Linked DNA regions of Pan troglodytes: region 1 is linked to region 2. The links are chromatin contacts, called in public Hi-C maps. All regions are on one chromosome and are shown on one strand. Each heading gives the region's core, a stretch centred on a gene start, on an enhancer-like site or on the middle of the called end of the contact. The rest is flanking DNA. Distances are from core to core; before and after follow the strand shown. Region 1 holds the start of LACTBL1 (lactamase beta like 1). Region 2 overlaps LUZP1 (leucine zipper protein 1).

Region 1 (6,711 bases), core at 2,144-4,643, 130 kb after region 2:
CCAGGCTCTCTCTGGGCTGCTTGCTTCACGAGCACATTCCATTTAATCCTCACAGCAACCGAGGAGTCTTGTCAGTGTCTGGGGAACGACAGGACTCCTGGGTCCAAACCCAGTTCTGCCATTTCTTGGGGACCTCCCTTTCCGGAGCATCAGTTTCCTCGGATGTAAAATGGAGACAGAATAGAAGCTGCCTCCTGGGATTGTGGAGACCAGAGGACATAGCACAGGGGGCTCTAAAGACCGTATGTGGTACATTGTCAACACGCAGTCTGTGTCCAAGAAGCGGGCTGCCAGCTCTGAGCCACAGAGAAGATTAACCAAACAGCCAAGTGCAATGAAAAAGACCTGGGTCCCAGATCAATTGTTGTCAGTAAACTTGCTATGTGACCTTGGTGAGTCATTTCCCCTCTGTGAGCCTCTTTTGCCAGCCATACAATGTGGAGTTTGGACAAAATCACTCAGATTTTTGGCTATGGGGGCTACAGAAGAAGATCTAGAAGGCTTGCCTCCATCCATCCCCGATCCTGAGCATTAGTAGAAGGAGATAGTAATTCAAGGCTCTGTTGAAATAATGAGGTGGAGGCTGGTGTGATCCGTGAGTTGCAGAGGAGCCTCGCTCCTCAAAGTGTGGTCCTTACACCAGCCTCAGCATCACCTAGGAGCTTGTTAGAAATGTAGGCTCTCAGATACCACCCCGACTCACTGGCTCAGAACCTACCATGTAACACAATCGCTAGGATGCTCCTACCCACAAGTAAGTGGGACACACACTGATCTGGGGCACTGATTCTCAACCTTGGCCACACAGTGGAATCACCAAGGAGTCTTCAAAGGCTGCGGCATCCAAGCTGCGCCTCTGGGGATCTCTGCAGTGGGACCCAGACACCAGTGGTTTTTAAGAGCTCTCCAAGTAACCCCAATGTGCAACCTCATCTAATGTTGAGAAGGAATATATGTTTTATCTTTTGTATCAACTAAAATCAATAGCAAATCTTCTAGAATGTTCACAGAGAGAGATCTGATATCTGCCATAGGGGCCAGGTAGAAGTTTGACATAAAAGCCAGGTCATGGCTGGGAGTGGTGGCTCACACCTATGTCGACAAAAAGAGTCAAACTCTATAAAATACTTGAAGAGAAATATTAGCTAAATATGAGTGACCATGGCCCATGACACAGCCCTCAGGAGGTCCTGAGATTATGTGCCCAAGGTGGTTGGGGTGCAGCTTTTTTTTTGTTTTGTTTTGTTTTTGAGACAGTCTTGCTCTGTTGCCCAGGCTGGACAGCACTGGCATGATCTCAGCTCGCTGCAACCTCCGCTTCCCAGGTTCAAGTGATTCTCCTGCCTTAGCCTCCCAAGTAGCTGGGATTACAGGTGCACACTACCACGCCCGGGTAATGTTTTGTATTTTCAGTAGAGACAGGGTTTTGTTATGTTGCTCTGGCTGATCTTGAACTCCTGAGCTCAGGCAATCTGCCCGCCTCGGCCTCCCAAAGTGCTAGGATTACAGACGTGAGCCACCGCACCTGGCTGATTTTATACATTTTAGGGAGGCATGAGACATCAGTCAAATACATTTAAGATGTACACTGGTTTGGTTTAGAAAGGTGGGACAACTCGATGTGGGGGCTTCCAGGCTATAGGTAAATTTTAAAATGTTCTAGTTGACAATTGGTTGAGTTTGAGGACCTGAGATCAATAGAAAGGAAATGTTTGGGTTAAGATAAAAGACTGGGGAGACCAAAGTTTTATTGTGCAGAAGAAGTTTATAGCTAGCAGGCTTCAGAGAGAATAGGTTATAAAATGTTTTCTTATGGGACTTAAAAGGGTTCCTGACTGTTGATTATCTCCTGGGTCTGCAAATGGAAGAGGAAAAGGAGGATTCTCTACAGAATGTAGATTTTTCCCACAAGAGTCAAACTTTGCAGGGCAATTTCAAGATATAACAAGGAAATATATTTGGGGTTAAACTATTTTGATTTCTTTCCTTATTTGTTATGTGATGTTATGCTGGAGAAGTATGATGAGGCACGTTTGACCCCTACTCCCCGTCAAGGCCTAAACCAGTCTTTCGGTCTTTCAGGTTAAATTTTAAGAATGTGCTGGCTGAGGAGGAAGTGCATTCAGATGGTTGGGGGCCTTAGAATTTTATTTTTGGTTTACACTTATAATCCCAGCACTTTGGGAGGCAGATATGGGAGGATCACTTGAGGCCAAGAGTTTAAGACTAGCCTGGGCAAAAAAGGGAGACCCCCATCTGTACCAAAAGCAATTAAAAAATAATAATTAGCTGGGCATAGTAGTGCATGCTTGTAGTCTCAGATACTCAGGAGGCTGAGGCAGGAGGGTCACTTGAGCCCAGGAGTTGGAGGCTGCAGTGAGTTTTGATTGCACCACTGCACTCCAGCCTAGGTGACAGAGCACAACTTTGTCTTTTTTTTTTTTTTTTTTTTTAGACAGAGTCTCACTCTGTCATCCAGGATGGAGCGCACTGGCATAATCTTATCTCGGCTCACTGCAGCCTTCACCTCCCAGGCTCAAACAATGCTTCAGCTTCAACCTCCAGAGTAGCTGGGACTACAGGGCAACACCACCACACTTGGCCATTTTTAAATTTTTTGTAGAGACGAGGTCTCAGCCCAGGCTGATGTCGAACACCTAGGTTCAAGCCATCCTCCTGCCTTGGCCTCCCAAAGTGCTGGGATTACAGGCATAAGCCACCATGCTCAGCTGTTCTTGTCTTTAAAAAAAAAAAAGCCAAGTCCATGACAAGAAGCCAAAATTTATGGAGCACTTACTAGGTGCCGGGTTCTGGGCTGCCTGCTTCAAGGGCGCATTCCATTTAACCTGCACGCTAACCAAGCTAGTATTATTGTCCCCATTTTATAGATGTGAGGCAAAGAGGTTATGATCCCTGGTCACACAGGCTCACACTGGCAGTGACAGACTAAGATTTGGACCCAGGTTACCTGAATATTTCACAACTAGGCTGACCCCAGTGGTCCTTAGACTAGGTTCCTTCGTGCTCCAGTTTCCTCAGAGGTGCCTGAGGAGCTTGTGTGGGGTCAGACCAAGCCTGGAAATCTCTCTCCTTTCCCTTCCCAGCTGGAAATGACCCTGGTGGCCTCCTGACATCCCTTTTCCACACTGGGTTTGGCAGACACTCCTTTTGGAGAGAGTGTTCCTTTCTTCACCAGCCTGGAGCACTCGGGTCACATGATGTTACCCAATGCTCCCTGACAGATCTCCCCCGCTTCCCCGCTGCTTGGGGACCCCAGAAGCTAATCCCCATGGCAGCAGGCACTCTGAGGGATTAGCACTGGGGAAATTAGGCGCCACATCTGCCGGCCCCTGGAGAGCTTGGTAAAGCCTGTGCCTCAGAGCCCAGGAAGCCATTCCTGTCCTCTGGAACACAGGGGACTCCCAGAGGCACTGTCAGCCAAACTGGGGCCCTAACTGCCCTGTTCTTGCTGGAACCTTCTGAAGAGGGTAAGTTGTGGCCAAGAGCCTGAGGGCCTGACCAGATTGTTCTCCGCAGGCTGGGGGTGGGGAAGAGGAGCTGGAATTCAATGCGGGGCACACAGGGTAACCAATGGTCCCGTTTGCCTGGGACTGAGGGGTTTCTGGGAATGCAGGACTTTCGGTGCTAAAATCAAGACAGTCCTGGACAAACTGGGATGCTGGGTCACCTGGCAGGGGTTTCTGAGCTTGCTGTTTCTCTCACCTGGGAGGGGGAGCCATGGGAAGAGGAGGGCTGCTTTGATCCCCCGCATCCTCGTCTACCCTCCTTGTTTTCTAGCTTTTCTCTGTCCCCCTCCTCTTTTTCCAGCCCCTCAGGACCTCTTTTTGCCTTCACTCCTCTGACTCAGTTTCCTGCTTACGGGATCTCCTGTGGTGTAGACCTGAATCCTCAAAGAGCCAGAATCTTCCATGCCTTGGAGAGAATGAAGACCCAGGTGAGGCACAGCCTCAAGAAGCTGTCACCATGTGTCAGCTTCTGACACATGTCTGACCATGCCACCGTCCTTCTGGCTTCAAATATTGGGCTAAATCCCCCCCACGTTACCATCATCATCATCATCATCATCATCATCATCATCATCATCATCTCTAGAGCTTGCACCTGCAGGCCAGGAACAGTTTCAAATGTTTTACATAAACTCACTGAATTATCAAAACAAACCAGAAACTAACTCCTCTTCCTTTTTACATCCCCAGAGGCCTCTGCCTGGAGTGACCCAAGCTCATTCCTAACTACCTGTTCAATGACTCTCTCCTCCTCCTCCCTCCCCCTAGGCTGAGCTCATCTGTATCTGTGAGCCCTGAAGCCCTTTATTACACCTCTAGCTACCAACTGGTGAACAGCTCTCTATGGGCTTTGCATGCACTATCTTATTTATTCTCAACTAAACCCTATAAGATGTAGGAACAATTGTTATCTGCATTATGCAGATGAGAAATCTGAGACTCAAAAGGGTGAGGTCATTTGTCCAGAACTAGTAACGGCAGAGCCAGAGTCAAGTCCTACTTCCCTGGCCCCAGGCCCTTGTGTCTGATTATGCCACTGTCCTTCTGGCTCCTTGGGGGCAGATGTGGCCCAGCGCACAGCAAGCCCTCGGGGATTGTTTTCTGAATGAATAACTGGACAAAGAGTAGTTGTCCCAGAGTGGGCCGTGAGCATGAGGAAGGAGGTGAGGGTGATTGGGGCACAGAACACCTGAGAAGGAGCAGGGGTTAGGGGGTGGTGGAGCCGTGTTATAGGTGGGGTTTGGGAGAGCCTGGTTCTTCCTGGGCCCTCCCCTACTGCCAGCAATTTCCAGCTGGGAAGGGAAAGGAAAGAGATTTCTAGTGGCTACTGCAAGTCAAACTGTGAGCAGCTGGCAAGCAGCTTAGAGATTAAATACTGACCCACCTTCGGGTCTGCTGGAATAAATCCTGAGATTGGAGACAGACTTGAGATGAGGCTAGGCCCCAGAAGAGGGCTACAAATTGGGGGTGCAGAGATCCCAGCTGCATTTTGAGGAGGAGGGGGGTGGTGCATATTACAGAGCTTGAATCTCAGCTCTGCCATTCACTGCCCATGGACTCAGCAAGTCAATTAATGCCTCTGAATTTTATTCTTCACTTAAAAATAAGCTAAGGATCTGCTGGTTACACCTTAGGTGCCAGTTAGGGGATAGCAGGCTGCCTTCCCACCAAGGGGTCCTCACTGCCCCTGCAGCTCTGTGTTCATGTCAGGAGGGGAGTATCTTCCATATGATCCAGTGGCAATATCTGAGAGCCTTCCATTCACTCCTGTGTTTCTGGGGTTAATCCTCCAACAGGTAGAGAATCCCAATGCTTCTGGGATCTTTAATTGCTTTATTTTATAAAAACTGAGGTATCATTTACATGAAATAAAATCTGTGCAGTTCTATGAGTTGTTTTTTTTTTTTTTTTTGAGACAGGGTCTTGCTCTGTTGCCCAGGCTGGAGTGCAGTGGCATGATCATAGCTCACTACGGCCTCTAATTCCTGGGCTCAAGCAATCCTCACACCTCAGCCTTCCAAGTAGCTGGGACTACAGGTGCATGCCAGCAGGCCTGGCAATTTTTTTCTATTTTTTTGTACAGGCAGAGTCTTGCTATGTTGCCCAGCCTGGTCTTGAACTCCTGGCCTCAAGTGATCCTCCTGCCTTGGCCTCCCAGAGTTCTATGACTTTCAACAAATGTATAAAATCCCATAACCACCATCACGATAAACATATAGCACAGTTCCATGACCTCCCCAAAGTCCCTTCTGCTCTTTTGTAGTCTACCCCATCCCTACCTCCAGACAACCATTGAGTTGTTTTCTGTTCCTATCATTTTGCTTTTTCCAGAATGTTCTATGAGTTGTATTCTATAGTCTGTAGCCATTTAGTCTGGCTTATTTCACTTAGCATCATGCCTTTGAGGTTCATCCACATTATTGCATGTATCAGTAGCTCGTTCCTTTACATTGCTGAGTAGTATTCCCTTGTATAGATGTACTATAGTTTGTCTATTTACTCACCAATTGAGGAGCATTTGGGTTGTTTCCAGTCTTTGAATATTATGACCAAAGATGATTTCAGTGAGAACCCTAGATTCTACAGCTGAAAGACACTTTTGAAATCACACAAGATTTCCAGATGTAAAAGTAAACTCTTTACAAGTAGCCAACCCTCTTCAACAGCTAGAGAAGTAGAGGCTCAGAGAGGGGAAGAGACTTGTCCAGAGTTACAACTGACTCAGGAGTGGAGCTAAGATTTGAACCCAAGTCTTTCAACTTGCAGAACCATGTAAAGTTCAAAAGAATTTCCTGAGAACCTGCTAGTGCCAGGTGGGGTACTAGGTGTCCAAGGCATAAGAGCCAGGAGGGAATTCTCTGCTGGTGCTGGAGAGAATCCTTACCTTGTAGGGACCCAGACAAAGAAGGCAGTAGTAGCCAGTTACCATGAGCGGCTCTGCCTGGGGGAGAATGAGAAGGCTTCACAGATGCCTATGGGTGTTAAGGGAAGAACACAGTTTGTCTGATGGAAAAGGATAAAAGGAAACCACAGCCCCAGGGAATGGCAGGTGCAAAAGTACAGAGAGGGGCAATGATGCGGGAGGTGGGGGCATAAAGACACAGGGGGCAGGGGAGGGGCAGGGAATGGGCTGGCGGAGATCGCTGGAGTCGGATCATAGAAAGTCTCTCTTGCCAGATTGTTT
Region 2 (6,194 bases), core at 1,657-4,156:
CCTGGATAAACATACTTAACACAGAGTAAGGGAGGCAGTAGGAAGAGAGGTGTCTACTTTGCTTTTGGATGATCCAGGAGGTAGCAAAGCATTTCTTATCCTGGCTACTTAGGGCCAAAAGGTCAGAGATAAGTGACCTCCTAACCCCATTTTCAGTCTAGTTCCTTGTTTACTCTGGGGAGAAGGGATGATCTTAGTGAATCACTATTTTTAGGAGGATTTTCCCTGATGAAACTTACTTTAGGTATGCATAGGACTTTTCAAAGTGCTTTTGCTAACTTTATTGCATAGTGTTGCTGTAAGGTAGTTGATATTCTTTTATTTTTTCAGAGGAACTAAAGCATAGAGAAAATCAGTGACTTGGCCAAACAGTATGGTATTCTTAAAAGAATATAAACTTTGGAACTGGACCTAGATTCACTCTGACTGTCCTTGCTAGCTGCGTACTTTGGGAAAATTTGAGAGTCCTTGCCCCATAAGGTTATTGTGAAAGCTGAATAGAATAATAATAGTAGGTTACTGTTTGTTGTGACTTATGTGCAAGGTATTCTGCTAAGCATTTTACATGTCCAGGGATTACCATATTGTCTTTGTGTGGACAGTGAGGGAAAACCTCCGTGGAGTAACGTAGGAACATGTAAAGTAAATGATCTGAGATTCCTGATACCTGCAGAAATCATGTATATAAGGTACTTAGTATTGCCTGTAGTATAGTACTGCCCTATTTGTGGTTGTACTTATTTGTTCCTTTATACTCTTTTGTCATTGTTAGTTTGTTTATAGAGTAGTGCTCAGAACTCCTCATTTTGTAAAAATGCTTAAGAGTTTATAAGGGGTGATTTTGCATAATGGGAAGAATCCTGAACATAGAGTCAGGAGACTGAAGTCCTTGACTTTTGCTAAACTGCTGGAAAAAGCACAGTATTTACTTCTGAGTCCGTTTCCTTGTTTCTAAAATAAGGGGTTTGAATGAAGTAAGTGATTTTATTTTAAATAAAAGCTATGTAGAATTCTTTAATAAAGTCATATAGGAGAAGCCCAATATTGTAAGAAGCTAAAAATCAGTTGCTTTGGTTGAGTAAGTGAAAGGAGCCTGGAGTTCAGCCTGCTCAAAATATCTCCCCTGTTGTCTTTCCCCTAAATGACCCCAAGGGGATTTGCTGAGTCTAGTTTGAAAACCAGTTGACTAAATGATCTTTAGCTACCTTCTGGCTCTGAAATCTCATTCTGAGGAGTGGAGGAAGATCCAGAAATGTTTTCTACTACTTCTCCAACACTTGGTCCGATAACTAGAGCTGGACATCCTGTGAGTGTTGTGGTTTTTTGATGTCTATGTCCTGTTTGTGTGGCATAGACCTGCAAGAAAGGGCTTCCCAGCAGGTCAGGGGGAGAGTATTGTGGTTGAGACATTGTGCAAGTGGCACAGGGCTAGGGATGAGATCATTCAGAGCATTACCACAGGGCCTGAGATTCTGTGCTGTCTGTTCACTCTTGCCATCTGTTTTCTCCTTTGTAGTCCATGATTAGGTCATGGACATTCTTATTATTTTCTGTTAATGGTCATTGCCAAAGGGCCGACAAGCTATTTGATAATTAGGAGGCTCACTCATCAGTCAAATTCATCGAATTTTCAGCATTCCCTGTGTGCCAGGCTCCCTGCTGGGTACTGAGAATATAGTGGTGACACAAGTTGGAGAGAAGAATTGAGTAAATAAAGCTGCAATAGAGTGTGATAGGTTCTGTGATGGGAACCATGTAGCAGACTGTGAAAGCAAAAAAGAGAGGCCCAGATCTGGCCTGGGGTTTGAAGAAGGCACTCCAGAATTTTCCAGAAGGATGCGTTGTCTAAAGTGGGATCTGAAGAAATGAGAAGGAATCAAACTAGTGAGGGACCAGAGGGAAGAGGGAGGGCGAGGATGTAGATGAAGAGGCTGGCGGGGCCACATCATGAAGGGCTTTGGGTGCCATCATGGGGAATTTGGACTTTATCCTAATAGTAGCCAGGACCTTTAGAGAGTTTTAAGCAGTGGTGTGTAATACCTGCTTTCTCTGTATGTTTCCAGTAAGTATTTGCTACATATTTACTGGGTTTAGCTTTTTCATTGCCTGTACTAGTTGATTCATATCATCCAGAGTCTTGATAAAACATATAAAATTGGCACTAAAAGCCAAATAAATAAAACGGTGGTATAATTCCCAGACTCTCCTAATTCAGAATTATGATAATTTATAGATGGGGCTATACTAAGGTTTAACGTTTCCTTCTTTTGAAAAAGAGATTGTGAAAACTATAGTATAAGCTAGTACAAATAAGATGTGCTGAGAGAATGCTACAGTTTGAGGATAAGCTGGGTTTTCTTTAACAGCTTTATTGAGATATGCTTTATGTATCATGAAGTTTATCTCTTTAAAATACACAATTTAATGGTTTAAGCATATTTATGAGGATATGCTGTTTTAAAGCACTTTATAGATGAATCATATATCATTTGTCTTCCAGTGACTACGATGGCAACACAGACCCTTTGTATCATACACTCATTTAAAATTGGTGTGTGGTCTAAACTTAATTAAGTCCTCCCAAACCAACCCTGTGTATAAATTGACAAGATTTTAATTGTACCACTGGGCAGAAGGCCAAATGCAAGAGTTTTTAAAAGGGAAAAGCTTTCTTTTTAAAAACATAAACTATAGGAGGTTTTTTCCCTCTCCGTTTTTGAGAATGAGGAAGCAGGTAGGCTGGGGAAAGGAGAAGGGGGACCAAAAGAGGCAAAGATGAGAGGACAGAGAAAGATGTACCCAGAGAAGCAGAATGATGGACAGGGAGCAGTATTCGGGGTGGGCAGAATCTGAATGGAAGCGGAAGGCTTGGTCTTTTCAACACCTTCAAGCGTTGGTGTTTTTGAGGAGCTGAGCTTGGGCTCCATCTGGTGGCTCTAGGCTTATAGTGCAGCCATTAGAAGAATCAGGCTTGGAGAGAATTGGCATTTGGCGTCTCCTCCAGGCCCAATTTCAGTTGTTTTTCTTTTGCCCTGAGCTTTCTCATAGGATCATTGTTGGAGTCATTTCTTCCCTCTCCAGTGGTGGCTGTTTTTCTCTATGTCTAAGACTGTTTCTTCACTCTTGTCCTTGAGTTTTAAATGTGATCTTATTGGACGACATCACCTAATACTCTATCGTTGCTGCCGTCTATTGACACCCTGAGTCACTGCCCCTAACTTCTCAACAACTTCAGATTCTGTCTTAATGTCACTCTTTCCAGCATTATTCCTGTTAATTTATGGCGCTTACATGCTGGTGACCCTTGCAACACCTTTACCTCTCAATTATTTCTCTCTTCTAATGATCTTGTTCTCTACTTCTCCCTACTCCCCCACAGGATTCCTATGATTATACCTTCGTTTTTGACATTATCAATAACTACAGTCCCTCCATGATTTCAATTCCTTGAAGTCCCTCTCTGATTTCTGTCTTCTATATTTCAGGCTTAGTTTCCTCTGGTACCTGGTACCCTTACTCCAACAAGCCTTCAAGTCCCCTTGGGACCTTCACTTCATTAGTTTCTATTATATTTTCACTATTCTTCACCTCCTTCTGTACTGAGTGAATTTAAAGTCCCTCACACACATCCTCTGCTCTCCTGTCCTTCTTTTGCTTTGTTCTGCAGTGCTTCGATCTGGTTCAGTCCAACTCTGGTTTCTCTATTCTTTTGTCTGTTCAGCCAGCTGAACAAGACTGGAGAAAAAGATAGAACTTTGTGGATTGGTTTCACTTTAAATCGTTACCAGGAATTTCAAGTGGGCCCTTACACATCTAATATACATCTCATACACATGTCCCAAATGAGACTCCTCATCTTCCTTCTCAGACTGCTCCATCTGCGGTCATCTCCATTTGAATTGATGGTAATGCTGTCCCTCTACAAATTCAGCCCAGCCACCTTAGAGTCTACCTTAATTCCTATCTATCTATCTGTCTATCTGCTTATTTATTTAGAGATAGGGTCTTGCTCTGTCACCCTGGCTGGAGTACAGTGGCACAGTCATAGCTCACTGGAACCTTAAACTCCTGGGCTCAAGCAGTCTTCTTGCCTCAGCCTACCAAGTAGCTGGGACTACAGGTGTATGCCACTGTACCTTCTAATTTTATTTTATTTTACCTTTTTTTATAGAGACGGGATCTTACTGTGTTGTGCCCAGGCTGGTGTTGAACTCCACCTCAGCTTCTCAAAGTGTTGGGATTATAGATATGAGTCATTGCACTCGGCTTCTTAATTCCTTTCTTTGCCTCATGCTTCACATGTAGTCTAAGAGCAGATCTTTTGGTCGTACCTTCATACGGCCAGAATTCTGACCATTTCTCAACTGTCTTGGTCACGTGCTCTTGGAACGCATGTACTGCCACCATCCTGGTCTAGGCCATAACTATGTTTTGCCTGGATTACTGCAATAGCCTCCTATTTGGTCTTCCTGCTCCCACTCTTATCCCCTGTAGTCCATTCTACTTGCCACCTACTTAAAAGTTTCTACTGAGAAGTGGTTCAGTTGTTATTATAGATTGTTTTTGTGTTTGGGATGTTTTTGCTTCCTCCAAAATTCGTGTTGAAACTTAACCCCAGTGCAACAGCATTAAGAGGTAGGACCTTTAAGGAGATAGTATTAGGGATCAGCACCTTTAAAAAAGGGCCTGAGGGAGCAAGTTCAACCCTTTTTGTTCCATTCCTTCTTCCCTGTGAGGAAACAGCATTCTAGGTGTCATCTTGGAAGCAGAGACTGGGCCTTCAGCAGACACTAAACCTGCTGGTGCCTTGATCTTATATTCCCAGGCTCCAGAACTGTGAGGAAATAATTTCTGTTCTTTTTGGAGATGGTGTCTTGCTCTGTCGACCAGGCTGGAGTGCAGTGGCGCGATCTCAGCTCACTGCAGCCTCCGTCCTGTGGGTTCAGGCAATTATCCTGCCCCAGCCTCCCAAGTAGCTGGGATTATAGGTGCGCACCACCACACCTGGCTAATTTTTGTATTTTTAGTAGAGATGGGGGTCTCATCATGTTGTTCAGGCTGGTCTTGAACTCCTGACCTCAAGTGATCCTCCTGCCTCAGCCTCCTAAAATGTTGGGATTACAGGCGTGAGCCACCACACCTGGCCAGTTTCTGTCCTTTTAAATTACTACCTCAGGTATTTTATTACAGCAGCACAAATGGACTGAGACAATGGTCTTTTTTTCTTTTTTCTTTTTAAAGATTTTCTGTTTGTGATACATTCTTCCGTATCCTTACGATGTGTCTAGGTGCAGATTTAGTTTTCTCCTGTTGGGACATTGCTTCCTGAATGTGAGGTCCATATCTTTAATCAACTCTTGCAAATTCTTACTTGCTAGCTCTTCAAATATTGCCTGTTCCCCATTCTGTATTCTATCCTTTTGGGCTGCCTGTTAAAACTTCCTTGTTTTGGACCTTTTTAATTATTTCCCCGTCTGTTAACCTCTCTTTTACCTTTTCCATCTTTTTAACTCTGTGCTGCTCTTTGTAATTACGTATCTCTCTTGACCACTATTAATATCTTCCTTTGCCTCTAATATGCCATTTCTCATCTCTGTTTCTAGCTGTTGTATTTGGTTAACTTTCAGATCTTCTGATCTTTGTTGATAGCACCTTGTTCCTTTCTCCTGTTTTTTTTTCATTCCTTCTTTTATGACTTTAAACATTGGAATGTACTTATTGTATGGTCTCTAGCCAATAATCTTAGTAACTTTGGTTCTTTTTTACTTGACTTGCTCTGCCCAGTCAAGTAAAAGATGGATCTTTATGTGTTTTGTAATTTTTAGTTATAAGCTCAGGTTCAGCTGGACTTTAATCTGTGGGAATCCTGTGTGACCTCTGTAGAGAGTGGCTCCCTCCAGAGTACTTTTGTTTGCTCAGCTAGGTTTCCCAGGGATATTACTAGGCTGATGGCCATTTTATGTTAGTTTCTCAGGACAGATAGGTTCTAGACCACTCAGGTGGTATAAATTTGAACTCTGAATTCAAGTGAGAGCAGGTCTAAGATTATAAATTCTCTAGGGATAATCCTCCTTTAACCCCTAATGGAGCCCAGGTGCTCTTATCTCCCTATATCAGGGAGGTGACTTTTTTCACTAGTTATCCTGGAGCTGTAGTTCTTCAATAGTCCTTGCTTTAGACTGGGGACTGGAGTC

The links. A called contact is a pair of places that touch in the nucleus more often than the background predicts.
Region 1: a contact with region 2 is called in a Hi-C map of stem cell-derived neural progenitor cells, with 5 times the contacts expected there. The contact joins the promoter of LACTBL1 here to the enhancer-like site in region 2. A contact is called at or near these places in 3 of 7 Hi-C or Micro-C datasets (blood, induced pluripotent stem cells and stem cell-derived neural progenitor cells).

Annotation. Positions count from the first base shown.
Region 1 is chr1:208,044,796-208,051,506 of NHGRI_mPanTro3-v2.0_pri, forward strand. LACTBL1 (lactamase beta like 1) reads left to right here and starts at 3,394. Exons shown (of 8, transcript XM_016950315.3): 1 at 3,394-3,488; 2 at 3,829-3,955. The coding sequence starts at 3,944.
Region 2 is chr1:207,919,500-207,925,693 of NHGRI_mPanTro3-v2.0_pri, forward strand. The region is part of intron 2 of LUZP1 (leucine zipper protein 1); the gene reads left to right. Among named protein-coding and RNA genes, the nearest start is that of KDM1A, 79 kb to the right of the region's middle. Within about 2 kb of position 2,907, at least 7 of the 24 cell types and tissues checked have an H3K27ac peak or open chromatin away from gene starts, as enhancers often do. A contact at or near this core is called in stem cell-derived neural progenitor cells, where this site is marked.